Linked DNA regions of Mus musculus: all the other regions are linked to region 2. A link is a contact called in public HiCAR-type and promoter capture Hi-C data. All regions are on one chromosome and are shown on one strand. The core of a region is the stretch at or near the end of the contact, and the rest is flanking DNA. Distances in the headings are between cores, read along the strand shown.

What was found. Promoter capture Hi-C pulls out the DNA fragments that hold promoters and counts their contacts. HiCAR-type assays count read pairs that join an accessible place to other places.
Region 1: a contact with region 2 is called in a HiCAR-type map of astrocytes, with 3 times the contacts expected there. The contact joins the promoter of Josd1 here to the promoter of Tob2 in region 2. A contact is called at or near these places in 1 of 39 promoter capture datasets (hippocampal neurons), 1 of 484 Hi-C or Micro-C datasets (CD8 T cells) and 1 of 115 datasets of contacts at active chromatin or transcription factors (astrocytes).
Region 3: a contact with region 2 is called in a promoter capture Hi-C map of hippocampal neurons, with 2.8 times the contacts expected there. The contact joins the promoter of Fam227a here to the promoter of Tob2 in region 2. A contact is called at or near these places in 2 of 39 promoter capture datasets (hippocampal neurons and pre-B cells).
Region 4: a contact with region 2 is called in a promoter capture Hi-C map of pre-B cells, with 4 times the contacts expected there. The contact joins the promoter of Ddx17 here to the promoter of Tob2 in region 2. A contact is called at or near these places in 2 of 39 promoter capture datasets (liver and pre-B cells).

What each region holds. Positions count from the first base shown.
Region 1 is chr15:79,685,633-79,690,233 of GRCm38.p6, reverse strand. It overlaps Josd1 (Josephin domain containing 1), which reads left to right and starts at 2,362. Exons shown (of 4, transcript NM_028792.3): 1 at 2,362-3,501. The coding sequence starts at 3,317. It also overlaps a transcript of Gtpbp1 not described here.
Region 2 is chr15:81,856,863-81,861,428 of GRCm38.p6, reverse strand. Tob2 (transducer of ERBB2, 2) reads left to right here and starts at 3,103. Exons shown (of 2, transcript NM_020507.3): 1 at 3,103-3,493.
Region 3 is chr15:79,657,410-79,661,941 of GRCm38.p6, reverse strand. It overlaps Fam227a (family with sequence similarity 227, member A), which reads left to right and starts at 2,986. Exons shown (of 18, transcript NM_029407.1): 1 at 2,986-3,261. Cby1 (chibby family member 1, beta catenin antagonist) reads right to left here and starts at 2,715. Exons shown (of 5, transcript NM_028634.3): 1 at 2,649-2,715; 2 at 418-571. The coding sequence starts at 495.
Region 4 is chr15:79,544,656-79,549,261 of GRCm38.p6, reverse strand. Ddx17 (DEAD box helicase 17) reads left to right here and starts at 2,521. Exons shown (of 13, transcript NM_001040187.1): 1 at 2,521-3,067. The coding sequence starts at 3,018.

The sequences.
Region 1 (4,601 bases), core at 1,113-3,612, 2.2 Mb after region 2:
ACAGCCGCCAGACCAAGACAATTAATTAAATGCTGACCTCAGGGAGTTCCATTCATGACTCCTCGGAGAGCAACTGAGTGAACAGAAAGATGTTGACAGCCCAAACTCTAGCGTAAATCCCCTCACGTTTTTGGTGAACAGCTGAGCCACAGGTCTAGGATCTGTCAAGGTAGTTTCTTGTGGCTTATTTTTCAGTTGCCACTTGTGGAAAGTCCCAGTCCAAAAAAAAAAAAAAAAACCCGCCGTTCGTGTACCTGAAATTCCCGTTTCAAATGTCTGAAAAATTTAGACTATTAGGTGAGTTCTGTTTTTTACCAAGATCTAATTATGCTGGCTGGACCTGGCCACTCCTCCTGGTAATAGATTAAAAAAAAGAGCAGCCGCCTGAGGAAGTACGAGAAATTTAGGGATTGGACCACAGGATGTATATAGTAAGTAAGGAAAAGGGTACAATATAGCCGTCACCTAATTCGGGGAGAGTCTTGTCCTCATTTTTAACGTACTACCAAGTCTGTGAGCAGATGCTGCTGGAAACCTGACCTTAATGGTTTTTTACTGAGATTTGTTTTTATTTTGTATGAATGGTGTGTGTGTGTGTGTGTGTGTGTGTGTGTGTGTGTGTATGTCTGTGTGCCACCTTTGTGCAGGGCCTGTAGAGTCTAAATGGGGCACCGGAACCCTTTTGGACTAGAGTCGCAGACGATTGTTAGCCTCCATTAGGGTACTGGGAATCCAACCCAGGTCTTCTGAAACTCTGAGCTATATCTCCAGACCCAGAGATTCGGACTCCTAAAGTGAGAGGCAGTCTTGTGGACCGTAACCCTATATCTGTGGATTCTGACAGTATCCCCAAGTATTAAGAATTCAACTGGAGGTTGCTCACTGCTTGGCTGGGGGTGATCAGAGGTGACAGTTGTATTAATTCTATTGCTTCGATTGCTATTTAGCATTGTATGGCCAGAAAAAGTTCAGTTTCAGAATACATTGCTATCTGGCTGGGGGGAAAGACTGTCCTTCTCACTATAGGACTTTGCCTAGAAAGGATATATATTCTGAATACTTGCTTTTCGAATTGAATGTTTTGGAGAATAAATATAAAAAGTAACAGTTGAGAGGTAATTCCTAATCATCTTTACATTCTCTTTCTGAAAACAATTTGGTCCAAGCTCAAACCCTTAATTCACTATAGACATAATGATTTCAAACAACTTGATCGACTTCTTTGGGCTGTATTTTTCTCCCTGAAAAAGAAAAAAAAAGTCTAATTTGCTTAACAATAATTAATTACTCATCAGTTAATTAATAGATGTTTACAATAATTCTGGTTGAACAGCAAGTCCCTAGGAGATAAATCCTATGTAAATACACTGTAACAGTTTGGTAGTTTACACATTACACACACACACACACAAAAAGATAATTCAAAAGTAGTCTAGGTAGAGGATGCCCTATCATGTGGTAATCTCTCAGATGTGTTGCACAATACTGTTGATTGGGGTGATCATGAGGATTAGAGAAACCATTACTTTGAAAGTGCAAATCTGTTGTTTTCCCTAACAAAAATCCGATAGGAAGGCAAGTTAGAAACAGTGACTTAATTTAAACCCATGGGAAACTGTAAATAGTCTGCCTTTGGACACAATGTACTCAGCTAAACTCAAAATACGGAGCTCTAGTTGGTAGAGTGCTTGTCTTGCATTTACCAAGGTTCGATCCCTTGCCCTGAACAAATTGGACATTCTTGGTTACGTAATGAGTTTGAGACCAGCTGAACTAGAGAACACACACGCGCACACACACACACGTCTAAAAAGAAGGATCAGAAGGGAAAAGAAAACACAGAAAGGAAGGCTTGTGACAGCCATCAAGAGAAGGTTGCTGATCAAAAGGGCAGTGGTTTGTGTGAAGTGAACTGGAATACGACACCAAGGATCTGAAATAGAACTCAGGTTTCCATTTGAAATATGACTCCCGGCGAGAGTCTTGCCCTCAGCTCTCAAAGAAAACTGGAGGCGGTCGGGTTCACCAACCAAGATTACGCCCGACCGCGTCGGTAAAGTGTTAGGAAATCTGATGAACATAAGTGGGCCAGGGCAGCCGCTGCCCGGGCTCAAGAAAGCACTCTGCCGGGAGGAGGGCCCTGCGGCGTCCAGGCGGGAGTGGGCGCCGGGGCGGAGCTGCGGCGAAGCGACAAGTCGACCTCCCCCGCTACCGCGGAGCTCCACAACCCTGCACAACGGCTCCGCGACCTCTAAGCACCTCCACCGGACCAACAGCCCGCGTTGGCTACGTCACACAACGTCAGGGGTGACGCGAGGTTGGCAGGCGGGGTCAGCGCGGGGGCGTGTCTGGGGCGCGCGCGGAGTGAACGCCGCTGACGTCGGGCTCAGGTGCGCGTGCCCGCCCGCTCCGCCGCCTGCTTGTCCGCGCGTGGGCCAGGTGGCGGCCCGCAAGCTCCAGGTGGCGGCGTCGGGGAGACGAACAGTCCCCGCCGGGCAGGCAGCGGGAAGGAGCCCGGGACTGGCCTCACGTGACAGCAGGAGGTCGCTGCGGGGACGGTCAGCCCGGTGGGCCAAGGCTGCACCGGGCGAGGCAAGGCGTCCGGCCGCACCCTCGCGGGCCAGGCGGGACCTCCCCGCGGCGGCGCCCGGGCTGCCGTTCCCCTTTCCGCGGCTCCTCCCGCGCCGAGGCGAAGCGGCTCCTCCGCTGGGCCGAGTCCGCCAGTCCGCTGGCGGTCATGGAGCGCTATCCCCGGAGCCCCCGCGCGGCCCGCGACCTCACGCCCTCCGATCCTCGCTAGCTCTTGGCATTGGGCCTTTTCTCCGCCACCCAACCCGGTCTTCGGAGCCTGTGGTGTTGTGATTCGGACGAAATGGAAGAAAAGGAGCGATGTGACCCCTTCGGTTCTGCCCTCCTGCATTGAGGCCTAGTTGGCATCTGCAGAGAGGAAAACACGGCCAGGAAAGCGTGGTGTTTCTTTTTTTCCAAAGGGGGTGGGAGGGGAAGGCGGCAGCCAAAGGGAGGAATCCTACGTTTTATATGTTTTTTTTTTCTTTGTTAATTCTACACTTTGAAAGTGTTGGCTAAATAAACTAATCCAAAAGTTATTTTTTCCTATCGAGAAGACAGAAAAAGGTAGATTTTTTTTTTTGTCCCTTTTGATTCCAACCTTTCCTCCCAGTGACAAAGCATAAATCATGAACACCAGAGAATAAATAGGTGAATCTCAGGAATCCGAAGACAGAAACCTAGACTTTCCTCAGGAGGGAAGGAGCGGAGTGTTTAGCGGCTCTGCCTGGAACCTAAATCGAAAAACATGAGTTGCGTGCCATGGAAAGGAGACAAGGCCAAAGCTGAATCCTCGGACCTTCCCCAAGCAGCGCCCCCACAAATCTACCATGAGAAGCAGCGCAGGGAGCTCTGTGCTCTTCATGCTCTCAACAACGTCTTCCAGGACAGCAACGCCTTCACGCGGGAAACGCTGCAGGAGATTTTCCAGAGGTAGGACTCCCCTGCTTGGCATCTCGATCCCCCCCACTTCTTGGTATTTCTGAGTTTGTGTGGGTGGTGCAGTGTCTCGGGGACAGAAACCTTCAAACCTACAGGTTTGGAATTTAGATGCTGGGGGCAGGAATGAGGCACACAGAAATGGCAGGCAGGTAGTCACCATCTATGGTCCATCTGTGGTGGACTAACCTCAGTTGTGCTGTCTCCACGGCTGGAGTCAGACAGAGGACTCCGTGTGGCATGTGTTATTCCCATTTGTGATGAAGACAGGGCTCAGTGGGTCCTATCTCCACTGGTGGTCACTGCTCTATTGCCTCCCTAACAGACCTGCCACCAAGGAGTTTACAATCTAGGAGGGATACAAAATACATCCACATTCAGCCATCTGTTACCAAAGGTGGGACATGGTGGAAATCTCAAGAAAAGTATACCCACAATGCTTAGCTGTTCTGGGGCCATGTGCTGCCTGCCCATGGTGTGTCCTTCATTTGTTCTGTGTGACTTCCTCACAGTTCGTTTTACTGATAGAGAAATGAATAGAAAGGTCAAGTAATTTGTTCAGAGTAGCTTCTGAACCAGCTACGCTGCGATTAGAGCAGACTCCAGCTCTCTCCTGCTGTGTGATAACTTTAGTGGGGCTGGTGTGAAGTTCAGTGATAAGAATGCTTGCACATTACGTAGGGGGTCCTAAGTGCAGTCCCTAAAAGTGTGTCCCTAAAAGACTGTAGAACAAATATGCCACTCTACAAGTGGTCCAGGGTACAGTTTTATGCCCGTTGCTTTGCTTTCTGAAGGGCCTTGAGAGTTAGTTCTATAGTGTCTGACTGGACCCAGCAACATGACAGAAGTTCATAGCAGCTTTGACAGTGAGCCTGTCTTACCCCTCCAACTGGAAAAGACCTCAGGACAGAGAGAGCTCAAGGATGCTGTAAGTGGTATACACTGAGGTCCTCATTTGGAGCTGCACAGGAACATGCGGTACAGCTAGGATGTTTGGGGTGATTGGTATGCCTAAGTGTGGACCACTTAACTTGAAAGAACTACAGGAGTCTCTGAGAAGAGCTGTATCCTGAGTGCTCTTACAGAACTACAGT
Region 2 (4,566 bases), core at 1,854-4,353:
GCAAAGGACCTGGATTTGATTCCCAGCACCCACATAATGGCTCCCAACCATCATAATCCCATTCCAAGGGGTCCAACAGGCACACATGGTGCATATATATGCGTTTAACCAAACATTCATATGCATAAATAAAGTAATAGAAATTGAAAAACAAAAGAAAGTTTTGTTCTCTTTTTTACCAGGATGGACTTAGAGTCTCTTTCCCACACTCAGATTTTGTCACTGACTGTCCTTTCTTCTGCTATCGGTGGCAGAAGATGGGAAGAATCCAACCACGATACTATTGGGTAACTTTGAAGAAACAATCTAACATTTTCACCTCAGTTTGTGTGTATGAAGTTGTGACTCGCCTCAGGTTAATTGAGCCAATCATGAGCAGCTCTGCTTGTCCCTAGCGCCAAAATATCTGGCAGGACTTGCTTTGCTCTGAGAGGGGAAGTTGTTCCCACCCTGCAGTCGCCAGGGCTGGCCTCTGTGAAAGCCTGGTGAAAGCCCGGTGCCAACCTTTCACAAGACGTGTTTACTCAAATAGGAGGGGACTCTGGAATGCTGGAGTAGTAATTCAGTCTACAATTAAGCCCTGGCAAGATGAAATTACACATTGGGGAAGAGAAGAAGATTCCTCCTTACCACATAACTTGAGGCAGCAGTAATTAAGGATGATCGCCTCGCTCTATTTTATCCTTTCCTATTTATAGGCTCAACCTTTCCTCAAAACTCCCATTTACTAAGGAGACAGGATTTTTTTCAGGTTTTTTGTTGTGTGTAAACCTGCCCAAGGCTGATTCAAATAAAAGCACGAATACACAGAGACTCAAGGTCTTCCACTTGTATCTGCATTTTCTTTTTTAAAATCTGTATAAGCATTTCCTTGAGATACTCTTTGTTCCAGCTCATCCTAACCTTTTTCATCATTCTGTCTTGGAATATTTCTCATTGGGAAATGCTCACCAACTAGTGTTTATAGGCTGCAATTTGGCTAATTTTTCATGATGAAAAATATAAACTGTTTTGCAAATTCAGGTATTTTTTCAGAGAGGGAGACTGACCTATTTGAAGCAGGATTCACACACAATATTGATTAATCACAAGATTTCCATGTTTTTAGAAATGAATAATCGTGTTTGTCAACGTAAGAATATTTGTTGCATTAAATCGAAAACACACAGTGGGTGGCAGAACCGGGATATAAACCCACCTATTTCTATGGCCGCCTCTAATGATAGACTACAAATACCAGCTTCCCTTGCGATACCAAAGGGTACAAACGTTTGCTTACCAGAAGCTGTATCTAAAACCCAATCAGACGTCTCTCTCTGCTTGACGGCCAATGGGAGGGCTGTTGCTAACATATCTGTTTTATTTTTAGCTTTCATCCTTGTGGGCGGTCTCATGGCATTAGATGGAACACTGGGGGTGGGGGGGTGGGGGCAGGGCTGCTAAAAGGGAAGGGTGAAGTGAAGAGGGGCATGTATGACGCTTGCTGACGCACAAGTAGTCCCAGGAGAAGCCCCCGGGCTGTCCAGCTCGGATTGTGGGGGATGGGACACACGCGCTTAGGTTTCCTCCTGCCATCCTGGCACCGCGGAGTTTGCCCTCCCGCCCGGCATTTCTCTCCTCCTGTCTAGGAAAGCGTATTTAAATCTCTATACCTCCGTTGATCTCTGCTCTTGCCTACGTGATCAAGGAAAATAAAACGCACACAGTTCGTAACTGGAAACTTTCCGATCTCACCGCCCCACGTGGGTTCGGAGACTGCCGTTGCACCGGAACCTTCAGGAACGTGAATAAAGAATAGGGGTTGGCCAGGCGTGGTGGTGCACGCCTTTAATCCCAGCACTCGGGAGACAGAGGCAGGCTGATTTCTGAGTTCGAGGCCAGCCTGGTCTACAAAGTGAGTTCCACGACAGTCAGAGCTATACAGAGAAACCCTGTCTCGAACCCCCCCCCCCAAGAAAAAAAAAAAAGAAGAAGAGGAGGGGTTGTTGAATTGGAAAATAGGCGAACTAAGGCGGGGGCTAGGGGAACTGTACACAAGGCCAGCGGTCCTCCAGCCTAGTCTGATAGTCCAGTTCTCCTAGGGTTTCAACCCGCCACAGATCCTAGACCCCCTCATCGCTGAGCCTGCACTGTCACAAAGCCACAGAGTAGAAAAAGCGTGACCAAAATCCGGGCCCGGGTGCGCCTCGCTTCGCCGCCGCCGGGTGCTGTCGGGCTTAATGAACACCCTGCTCACCTTGCCAGGGCTGGCGCTTCTTCTGCGACTATTGCTAGAAGGAGCGCGGCTCTCATGCTCTCCTGTGCGTGGGTAACCTGCTCCAGAGAGCTCGAGGACCTCAGCAGAGGGGCGGCGGTCGCGCGTGGCCAGCCCTATTATGGTGTTTGGGACCCAACTTTCCGGGCTGGGAGTGCATGACTAACCGGTGCTCCGCTCTTTTTTCTAACCCTCGATCTTCTTGCACCCTTCCCTTCCCTTCGATCTTCCACGTCCCCACCAGGAGGGCGACACTGGTAAACTCAGGTTAGCCTACACTCAGATCCAGAACCTTCCTGGAGGTGGCATCGTGCCACTGTCTCCCCAAATTCAGAATGAACAAATCGGAACCGGGGAGTTCAAGTCACGGGGACCGTCAGAACTGAAGAGTCATGCCGTCTAGGTCTTAGGGAACTTTGAGAGCTGGGGCTAGGGTTTGGAGTTCTCAGGGCCCCGGTGATGCCAGCAACAGCCACTGTGTCCCAGGCTACTTCCTAATGGCCTGTTGTGTTCCAGGTCTGTCCCTACCCTCCCCGGGGTTGGTCTACACCGGTTTAAAAAAAAAAGAAAAAAACGTACATGGCGAGCTCAGACTGCTTTGGAGTCTTAAGAGAAGAAATCCGGCGCTAAGGCGCTCAGAAGGATTCCGAGGGTGAGCAGCCCCGCTGAGGACGTGGCAGGGAGGGGTCTAGAGGAGACAAGGTGAGAAGATCGCTATTACACTTCCCGCAGAACCTGGAATCCCAACCTACGACTGGGCTGCGAGGGGTTAAAGATGCCAAGGGAGGAAAAGTAGTCCCGGCCCCGCCCCGGCTGGGCGGAGGGACGCATCACGCAGGGGTGGGGAAAGCAGATTCATGCGCAGGGTTGCTGAGGGTGAAACTTTTCATTGACTTTGCTCACTTCGGGCCCAGGCGCGGGAAGGTGCAGGTCGTTGAGACTGAGTGTCGTGGGAACCGAGAGGCCAGAAGGACAGGACCTGCCAGACGAGTACATCCAGGGCTGGCCTCCATCCACCGCGTGACGGGTGCCATCCTCGGGTCCGCCATCCCCGCGCCGTCGCCGCCGAGCTCGACCTCCAAAAACAGCGGAAAGAATCACATGAGCTCGGTCCTCGTCCCTCTCTACCCTCAAACGACGTAAAAGGACACCGTGGCCCTCAGCCTCGCGGTGCCCGGGAAGCTGGGAGAGAGACCTCCGTCCCGCGGCCTGCAGAGCGGACCCTTCGTGGAGACCCGAGTGAGTGCGCGGGCTTGCGGGCGGGGGACGCCCACACTGGTCCACTCCCCTGCTGCCCCTCTCCGGATCCGCCCCTGTTTCGCTCTCCATCACTCTCTTTGATCCTGGGGTACCTAGTTTCGAGTGCGGCCCTCTCCTAAGCGGAGAGCGTTTCCTCCTTGACCTCCTTCCCCATTTATTCACGCCTCACTCGTTATGTTTTCCTTGCCCCCCCCCCCCAGAAACCAAACTCTGGCCAGAGTTAAATAAATTATGGGAAGGGAGGGGATTCTATCTTTATTTTTCGGCTGCTTTTCACGTGTGCGGGGTGGTGATTATTAACACAGTCTGTTTCTGTCCCTTTGGAACCTGTGAGATGGGAAATTTGGACATCCCCTTCTTGGTGACAGGGCCGGTTAGTGGAGAGTGCCCTTGGGTTGCCGAGCAAGAACTCATTGCAGGTTGAGCTCTTTATATACTTGTGTAGGCGGAAAAAAAAGTACCCAAAGAGCCTGTCGGATAGTGTATTAATTGTGTCTGATCTCTTCTATTCCTAAACTTCCCCTTCTGTCTGAGGGGGATGTACTCCGCCCTTGACCAAAAATCTAAGGAGGGAAAAGGGAAAAGCCATCCCCTCCCCTGGGAGCAACCAGAACTTCACACAGCAGGCTTTGGGATCAGCAGACAGGGTTTCCGGTGCCAGTTCGGTGTCTAACCTACCCCCCCCCCCCCCATCCACCCTAACCTATCCACCCTGGCCTGGGAGTGGGTTTGGTTTCTCTTTGATTTCTTAACAACAATAAAAATCCTGTTGCTTGCCTGAGCGCCTACCCCCAATGCCTCACTTAAGCACTGGGGAAAACAGCTGGTGTGGGAGGCAGGATTAGGGAGGTTTAACACCCTGCCGGGGAGGGTTGCTGAGGATCTGGTAAGTCTGGTCCTAGGGTAGGCCTTGTAATGGGGAGGAGACTCAGACTTTCTGAATATTGGATGATGCCCGGGTTTCAGATGTACGGATTTTGCTTGCCTGCCTGGGAACCTTTCCCCATTTCCTTTACCTGGGTCTGGTTTCTCAGATTTGTATTAAAAGTGGG
Region 3 (4,532 bases), core at 1,737-4,236, 2.2 Mb after region 2:
TCTCTCAAGGCCCCGAACTTGACCTTATTTTATTTTACTTTTGGAGACAGAGTCTCTCTCTGAACCCTGGATGCCCTGGAACTCTATAGACCAGGCTAGCCCTGAACTCACAGAGATCCCCCAGCCTCTACCTCTTGATTGCTGAGAGTAGAGGTATACCGCTACACCCAGCTTGGATTTGATCTTTAAACATGACTGAAATGAATTATCTGAACTAAAATGCAAGCCAGACTGGATACCACCACCTGGGACCCTATCACAAGGAGGCTGCCTGTCATAGTAGGTTCTTGAATAAACTCCAGTAGTAGTTCCCATGCAGGAATTCAGTCTTGACTAATAATATAAACCCCGAGGATGCCTTCCCACAGAGTCACCTCTCCACCCAGAGACCACTCCCGCCACCCAGTCTGCACTCACAGAATGTAGGTTGGAGAGAGAGGCCGACTTCCGAGGAGGGGTCTTCTTTGGGCTGAATATGCTGCCAAAGAGAGGCATCCCTAACTCAGTGAGGAAACGCCAGCACTTCCTTCTCCTTCCTGACCCAGCGAGAAAACACCAGCACTTCCGTCTCCTAAAGTCAAACAGATCAGCGACCTCATTTCACTGTTCTCTATCCATTAGAACATCTTACACCTTGATGATTGCCAATTACCGCAGTACCTACTGGGAAGAGTTATCCATTTATACAGAACAGCAAAAGAAGGCTTGAGGTCCTAATAGTTCTGGAAGGAGCTTCCATGTGCTGGGTGCTTCTTATGTGCCAGGCAGTATAGGCTAAGGCCTTTGCATAAACCCATTTCACTCACAACTGCCCCTCGACATGCCTCTCCTAGTCACCCCATTTGGAAAGCCAAGGTCTTTGGTGGGAACGGGCATTGGAACCAAAGTTTGTGTGGCTTCACAGTGATGCTAACCTCAGGCAACTCTGTCACGAGTTGGCCTCGCCAGCATCACAGTGTGGAGCCAGGGAGGAAATTTCTACCATTCCCGTTGGCCAGTAAGAACATCACCAAGTACGGGAACTTCAGCCTGGATGGCATCCTAAAGCCATGAAGCGACACCCGGATTTCACTCCCGGATGCAGAGCGGTACTTATCACAGTCTCGATAAGTATCACGACACTCACCGGCACACTAGCTTTAGTCACAGCACAACGTCCTGCAATGCTCATAAAATCAGTAACATCACTTAGGCTCGGGGAAGAGGTCAGCTTTTTAAATAAAACAAGTAGAGAGAAGTCATAAAACCACAAGGCTTCATGGTACATTTTTTTTTCCAATTATGTGTTTATGTGCTGAATGCATGCATATGTGCAGGTAGGTGTGTGTGTGTGTATCCACTTTATTAATATTTGTGTGCAGATTCGGAGTCTGGAGGGGGGACGTCAGGTGTCCTGTTGCATTCCCTTTAGATGGGGTCTCTCACTGAACCTGGAGCTAGACTGGCGGCCAGCGAGCACAAGCAATCCTGTCTCCGCCACCAACAGTGTTAGCATTGCAGGGGTCCGAGCTTGTAGCAGGCTTTTTTTTTTTTTTTTTTTTTGGTTTTTCGAGATAGGGTTTCTCTGTGTAGCCCTGGCTGTCCTGGAACTTCACTTTGTAGACCAGGCTGGCCTCGAACTCAGAAATCCGCCTGCCTCTGCCTCCCGAGTGCTGGGATTAAAGGCGTGTGCCACCACGCGCCGGCTTGTGGTAGGCTTTTAACTGAGATGTTGGGGACTTGAATCCATGGTCTCACACTTGAGCAGCAAGTACCCACATTCACTGAGCCTTTTCTCTAGTCCCCTTCACAGATTTTTTTTTTTAAACACACACACATACACACACCGTTCAAGGTATCCTAGGGTTCTTTAGGGAAGCTCTCTCATAGAAGACTATGGGCCAAGAAAATTAAAGGTTTGCACTTGGTTCCCAACCAACCCTGTTGCTCACCCTCTGGGGAGTCCAACGTTTTATCATCCCCCAAGGGCCTCAAAGGCTTTGTTTGCTGTTGTTTTTAATGTGTCTGAGTGTTTTGCCTGGGATACCATGGTCGTGCCTTGTGTCTGCAGATTCTACAACTAGAGTTACTGGCGTTTGTGAGCTGGGAATCGAATCCCAGTTCTCTGCAACAGCAACCAGTTCTCTGAGACTCTGATCCATTTCTCCGGCCAGTGACGTCCCTTATTTATAATCACGAATGATAACAGCCTGCAGCTCGTAGGTTAAGAGTGCTTTCATGTTTACAAACTGTTGGGACATTTGATGCTCACCATGACCCTGAGAAGTAGATCAAATTGTCCCCCTTTACAGGGAAATGCACTTACTGTGCGAAGCTTTAGTTTGCATCAGGCTATAAAATACATTCTCTTCATTCTGACAAAAAATAAAGGAAGGAAGCATCTTTGGTTTTCACTGGATTCTCAAAGGGAAAGGTGTCTCGAAAAAGTTAAGAGCCAGCCAGTCTCACGGGTCACAAAACCCAAAGAGTTCTGTACGGGTTAGGAGAAGACCTTCAAAGGATGGGGTCAAAACACCATCTCCGAGTCTCCGTCGCAAGAGGTGCCCGCGGAGCATGCCACGGTCCAGCCTGCCCGCTTCTCCAGGGGTACCCGGGCATCCCACCCACCACTACTGGCACGGATATCCGCCCGCCGCTCCCAGAGGTACCTGTCTGCGAAGCCGGAATCCCGAGCTAGCCTGCAGCTTTCTGCAAGGATCTGCCCAGGCCGCGTCAACCGCCGCGACCGCGATTGGCCGGCGCCGGGCAACCATCGTGCGCATGCGCAGCCTCTCTGGCTTCTACCACTGAGAATGCAGAGGGAGCCAGCTCCGAGACGAGCCTCCGCGAAGCAGCGGAGCCCCTGCGGACTCTCTAAGGTTCACGAATAGAAGAAAGCCTTGGGCACGACTTCTGGAGATACACACATGCCTTGGGCACGACTTCTGGAGATACACACATGCCTTGTGGCATAGGCTGGGAGAGGCATGACCCCCTAAATACGTTGGTCTGGTCCCCGGGTCAGCGCCGCCGTCGTCATAGTAATCGTTTTCCTTGGCAACAAAGCAGGCCGAAAGCTGCTTTGTTGTGTTAAAAATGTTAAGTGGTGACCCAGGCTGGACTCACAGTAGCAAAATGGACCGACCTGCAGCTCCCCCGCCCCGGCCACAAAGCAAACCGCGCCCCTTGGGCCGCGGATGCTGGCGGACATCCGGAGCTTGGTCCGGTCACTGGAGGGGCTGGTGGCGGAACCCGCCCTGACGCTTCTGCCGAAGCTTTCAGGTAAGACAGACGGACAGATATGACGACTCCCTGCCAGTAGCAAACTGGCTCCTGCCAGTCTTGCCTCCTCCACACTCCCACAAGCAAGGGAAACTGAGGTCCAGGGAAGGTTGCCCAGTGTACAAGGGGTAGAGAACTGGAGAGTCAGCTCCAGGATTCCTCAAGTCCTAAGGACATTGTAGCTCGGTTTGGTAAATGAAGAAATGGCCATCCAGGAGGCGTTTCTTGGCTGCCTAGTGGGTGTACGAGGTCATCCCACCATAAAGGACAGGACCCAGCTCCAAGCAGTCTTCCTCCACCTTTGCCACACAGCGTTCGAAGAGAGAATTCCACATCAAAATCAACCATATCTAGTGTAGCAACCGCTACAGAAACATAAAGCAGAACACATTTGAAAGTTGCGATCATTCTAGAAGTTTTTTTGTTTGTTTGTTTGTTTGTATGTTTGTTTGTTTGCTTGTTTGTTTTTTTCGAGACAGGGTTTCTCTGTGTAGCCCTGGCTGTCCTGGAACTCAGTCTGTTGACCAGGCTGGCCTCAAACTCAGAAATCCGCCTGCCTCCCAAGTGCTGGGATTAAAGGCGTCCGCCACCACCGCCAGGCTCTAGAAGCTTTTTGATATTAAACCTTGTGCGCCCTCTACCGGTGCTATCCCCGAAGCACCTTTCGTATTTTGAGATAAAGTCTCCCTGGGTACTCCTTATCTCATCCTCCTGCCTCAGCCTCTCAGTGCTGGAATTACAGACACACACCCAGCCTGCCTTCAACCCCTACCCTTTTGCTTTGTTTGTTTTTTTTTTTTTAAGATTTATTTATTTATTTATTATATGTAAGTACACTGTAGCTGTCCTCAGACACTCCAGAAGAGGGAGTCAGATCTCGTTACGGATGGTTGTGAGCCACCATGTGGTTGCTGGGATTTGAACTTCGGACCTTCGGAAGAGCAGTCGGGTGCTCTTACCCACTGAGCCATCTCACCAGCCCCGCTTTGTTTGTTTGATATTTGAGACTGGGGCTCAATATGTAGTTCTGGCTGCTCTCCCAACTTACAAAAGTCCTCCCGCCTCTTTCTCCAGAGCGCTGGGATTAAAGGCTAGTGCTCCATACCCGGCCCTAGGCTTTTTAACAAGTCAATTCAAAACAGATTAAATTAACTTGACTATTGTTGCACTTAACTCGGTTTGTCCAAAATACGAATAAACAAATATTTTAAATTTTTACCATGTATTGGTTATTAATTTCTTTAGTCACGCTAACCAAATTTCAGAACTTT
Region 4 (4,606 bases), core at 1,272-3,771, 2.3 Mb after region 2:
TTGTTTTTTTTTTAAAGATTTATTTATTTATTTATTTATTTATTTATTATATGTAAGTACACTGTAGCTGACTTCAGACAATCCAGAAGAGGGCGTCAGATCTTGTTACAGATGGTTGTGAGCCACCATGTGGTTGCTAGGATTTGAACTCCAGACCTTCAGAAGAGCAGTCGGGTGCTCTTACCCACTGAGCCATCTCACCAGCCCACATTTTCCTTTTTAATGATTCATTTGTCCCTTTTGACTTCTTCGGGATGGGTGCCTGTCTTAGTTAGGGTTTTACTGTTGTGAACAGATTCCATGACCAAGGAAACTCTTATAAGGACAACATTTAATTGAGCTGGCTTACAGGTTCAGAGGTTCAGTCCATTATCATCAAGGCAGAGCATGGCAGCATCCAGGCAGCATGGTGCAGGGTGGGCTGAGAGTTCTACATCTCATCTGAAGGCCGCTAGGAGAATACTGACTTCCAGGCAGCTAGGGTGAGAGTCTTAAGCCCACGCCCAAACACAGTGACACACATACTCCAACAGGGCCATACTTCCTAATAGTGCCATTCCCTGTGCCAAGCATGTACAAACCATCACAGTGCCTAACTTGTCTTCTTAGGGTATAGACTGTTAACACCTCCATACATTATCCATTGTCTCCTAGGGAACACCAGGAACCACTCTTAACCTTTGGTTCTCCAACCACCAGCAAATCACTGGCTCCAGCCACACAACTGAACCATTTCTCTCAGCAGTAATAACCTGCACCAAGTCCCACCATTTCCTGCCTGGACTTCAGTACCCAGCCACGTCCAAAGGGTCTCACACTGTAGCTCTGTCTGTCTTACTATGTAGACCAGACTGGCCTAGAACTCAGAGAGACTAAAGAAAAGAGACAGTACACTGGGCCTTCACTAGATTAACTGTTCCTGCCTTAGCTGCCTCTCAGTTGATTCTCTGCACTGCAGTCAAAGGGGTCCTTCTTTATGCCGCTACTTTAAACCAGACATTTTCACCTTCAAGGAAACCAAGCTCTTTAAGTAGCTTCCATCTTCTTGGACTCAGGCTTTGCATAATTGATCTTCCCCCTTGGCAGCAAGGACCTTAGTTGAGACCTCAGCTCAAATGTCATTTGATAGATGGGGGATGCCTTCTGAGAGCACCCGATGTCATCCCGTTTCCTCAACTTGTCTCTAGCCCCTTTCTTGTTTTTGTTTCTTTGGTGTTTGTTGGTTGGTTTTTGAGAGAGGGTTTCTTTGTGTCACCCTGGCTATTCTGGAACTCACTTGGTAGACCAAGCTGGCGTTTAACTCAAGAGATTCACCCACGAGTGCTGGAATTAAAGTATGGCCTTCCCTTTAGTGTTTTTTTGCTGTTGTTCTTGGAGGTGCTGGGTGTTGAATCCAGGGCTTCAGTCACGGTCAGCAAGCACTGTTCCACAGCCTCAACACCATTTTCTTTTCCAAGTCAGCAAAAGTCTAACATACACATTTGTCATCTGTCTCCTCTCCGTCTCTAGAGAATAAAGCTCTGTGCCAAGGAACGTGTTGGATCCCCAGTGTCCCAGCAACTAGCACAATGCCTGGCTCTCCATGGCCGAAGTGACAAATGAACCGTTTCTCAAGACGCCTCTTTACTCTCCTGGCTTTCCTAACCTAAGCAACACTCAGGACATGAGACAAGACTAAGCCTCCAGTCTGCCGGCCTCCATTCTCCGCGGCGGTAGAAATGAGCCTAGAGGTCTCAAGGAACCCAGCAGTTCCACAATTTAGTAAAGCAACTATGTCCAAGTTTGTGTGGCTTGGCAGTGCGCAGGGATGGCGAGCCAAAGAAAGCAATCTAGGAGTTGGGTGGCACCGGCGGCCTAGCCCAGCCTGCCCTCCCCGGATAGGGTTTGCAAATCCTAGCCTGTCAAACCCACCGCTTCTGCAGTGGGGCACCCGGGTAAGGCACCCATTTTCATGGTGGCTAAGGTCCAAGGCGCCCACCTCAGAAAGGACTCTGGGAAGGTGTGGCCTCTGCGTCAACTACGGCCAGAGGAAAAGGTGCCAACCCTTTGTTCGGAAAATAGCACCTCAGTAAGAAACGCGGGAAACACAGGGTGTCTTTTGGCCCAGCCAGGCTGTTGGCCGCTGAAAGAGAGCGACACGACGCATCCAACATGGCTGCGGCGCCAGCGCGGCGAAAAGCGACGGGAAAGAAATGGCGCCGGGCTGTGTGGCCAGCTTGGGGCACACGGCGTTGGGACGTTGGAACCAAGAAAGCGGCCTCAAGACTCTCTGGGTTCTACTGCCCAGAGACCCGGAAGTCTGACTAAGGCTACGTGGAGTGCTACCATTATGTCTGCACAAGGCCGGCCTCAAGCGCCGGGTTGAGCTCGGAATGCCGGGAAAAGTCCATTCTCGAAACAGAATGCGCTACGAAGACTGCGCTGACCCGCAATAGTGGGCGGGCCAACGACGCCAACACTGTGACGTCGTGCCGACGGCTCGCCCCACCCCCAGCCAACGTTCTAGAGCTGGCGGTGCGAGAACCCTACGCCGGTTGCGCACATTGCCTTGTTTAAGGTGGGCCGACCAGGGCCCCCATCTCCGTCACCGACGTAAAGCGGTTCCGAGAATGTCCGTGGCGTCGCGCGGAGCCCTCCAGACGCTGTTTACGTAGCGTCTGGGCCGTGCGTAGCGTTAAGTTGGAGCGGTCTCCGCGGCCGCCGCCATTTTGTGCAGTTGCTGGGAAGGAAGGGAGACGCCTCAACCGTGGCACCGCCCGGTTTGAGCGGGACCAGACCTCCCGACTGTCCTAACAACCCCGATTCTCTGAGTTGTGCTCCCGTCTCCGACGAGAGAGGCGGCGACGGTGGCGTCTGCGACGGGAGACAGCGCGTCGGAGCGAGACAGCGCCGCGCCTGCCGCCGCCCCAACAGCGGAGGCGCCGCCGCCGCCATCGGTCATCACTAGACCCGAGCCGCAGGCCCTCCCGAGCTCGGTCATCCGTGCCCCGCTCCCAGATCTTTATCCGTTTGGGACCATGCGTGGAGGCGGCTTTGGGGATCGGGATCGTGACAGGGACCGTGGAGGGTAAGGGGGAGGTGCGGGCGGGGGGCGGGGTGGCCCGCAGAGCCCTGAGGCTCGCGCCGTACAATGGCGGCGGCGCGCAGGCCTCAGGCTTGGGCGGACGTCTCTGCGGACCGCGATCCTGGCTCGGAAGTGGCAGGCCAGCCTTGTCGCCTCTCTTGGCCCGCTCGCTGATCATTTGATCCCTGCAGGCCGGCCGCAGTGTCTGTCTGGGGGAGGATCCGGATGCTCAAGTTTTAATCTAGGAAAAGCTGCTTGAGATCGTTTCTTTTCCGCTATGTTAGCCATCCCTGTTAGAGAGGGACTGGAGTCGAAAAGGCCTTTTTTTGGTTTTAAACTAGGTTTTACTCCCTTTCTGTTATATTTTTGGTTAAGTGGAATCAGATTGGAATGGGAAGTGCTGGAGTTGCTTTCCAAAAGATCCAAATTGCGGGTGACTTTTTTTTTTTTTTTTTGAAACTAACAAAGCCTGTTGAAATCAAGAGAACTCCTTGAGGTGGCACACCCTGCACTAGAGACTGAGTCAGGCTTGGAGTTCAAAGCTAGCCTGGGCTACACAGATCAGAACAAGAGAACAGTTAGCAGAGTTCAAAGTGAGGGCAGTGGTAGAAAGAAAAAAAAATCAGAATAAGCCTTGTAAAGGAATCGTAATTGTAGAAGCTTTATTCTGTCCTAGGTCATTATTCAAGATCCAAGCAGTTTGGGATTATAAGCAAGCCCAGTGGAAATAACACATAGGAGCCACATTATTATCCTTATTAGACTTAGCCTTAAAATCTCCTAAAGATTGGGTTTTGGCCATTATTACAGATTGAAAACAAAAGAAAACTGGTTATTTCTAGAAGTGTTTTAGACTTGTATCAGTTGCTTCATTTGCAAGTGGAGTAAAGTAGTCAAATGAGAAGGCCTGGCTCACTGTAGTATTGCACTGAAAAGCCAGAGGCCTTTTAAAGGTCTTGGTGGGTCTACTCAGTTGAATGTTTTTCTTTCTAGTTGTGCTGGTTTAGCAGTGGTATTAATAAGTCACCCAAATTCTGCCTACTGAATGTAGATACCCAAAGAATTCCAGTAAAATTTCTGGCCATGATCACTGCAGGGTGGGTTTGTCTCAGGGCCATGAAGCTTAGTCTAACGGTTGTCCTGGAATGTGTCCTCAGTGTCCCCAAGTTCAGAAACACGGGTGTAGGCCACCACACCAGGTTCTAACAGAAGAGGGGATTACCTTGTGGGGTTCCTGCTACCTCTCCCAATATTGGCAGGTCTTGAAATGAAATTCTTTAAAATAACTTGAAATTTCTCCAATTTTCTAGTGGTTTACAGGAAATAAGGAAATGAGATCTTGCAGAGCATGGTGGCTCATGCCTTTAATCCCAGCACTCTGGAAACAGAAAGAGAGGCCTCCAGCACAGCCAAGGCTATATAAAAGAAACCCTGTCTCGAAAAACAAAAGAAAAAAGGAAATGAGATTTTTTTTTTTTTTACAGCCCTGTACTCTCATAGATTAAGACAAAGAGGGTATATTAGGATTGTAGTTTCTAATTT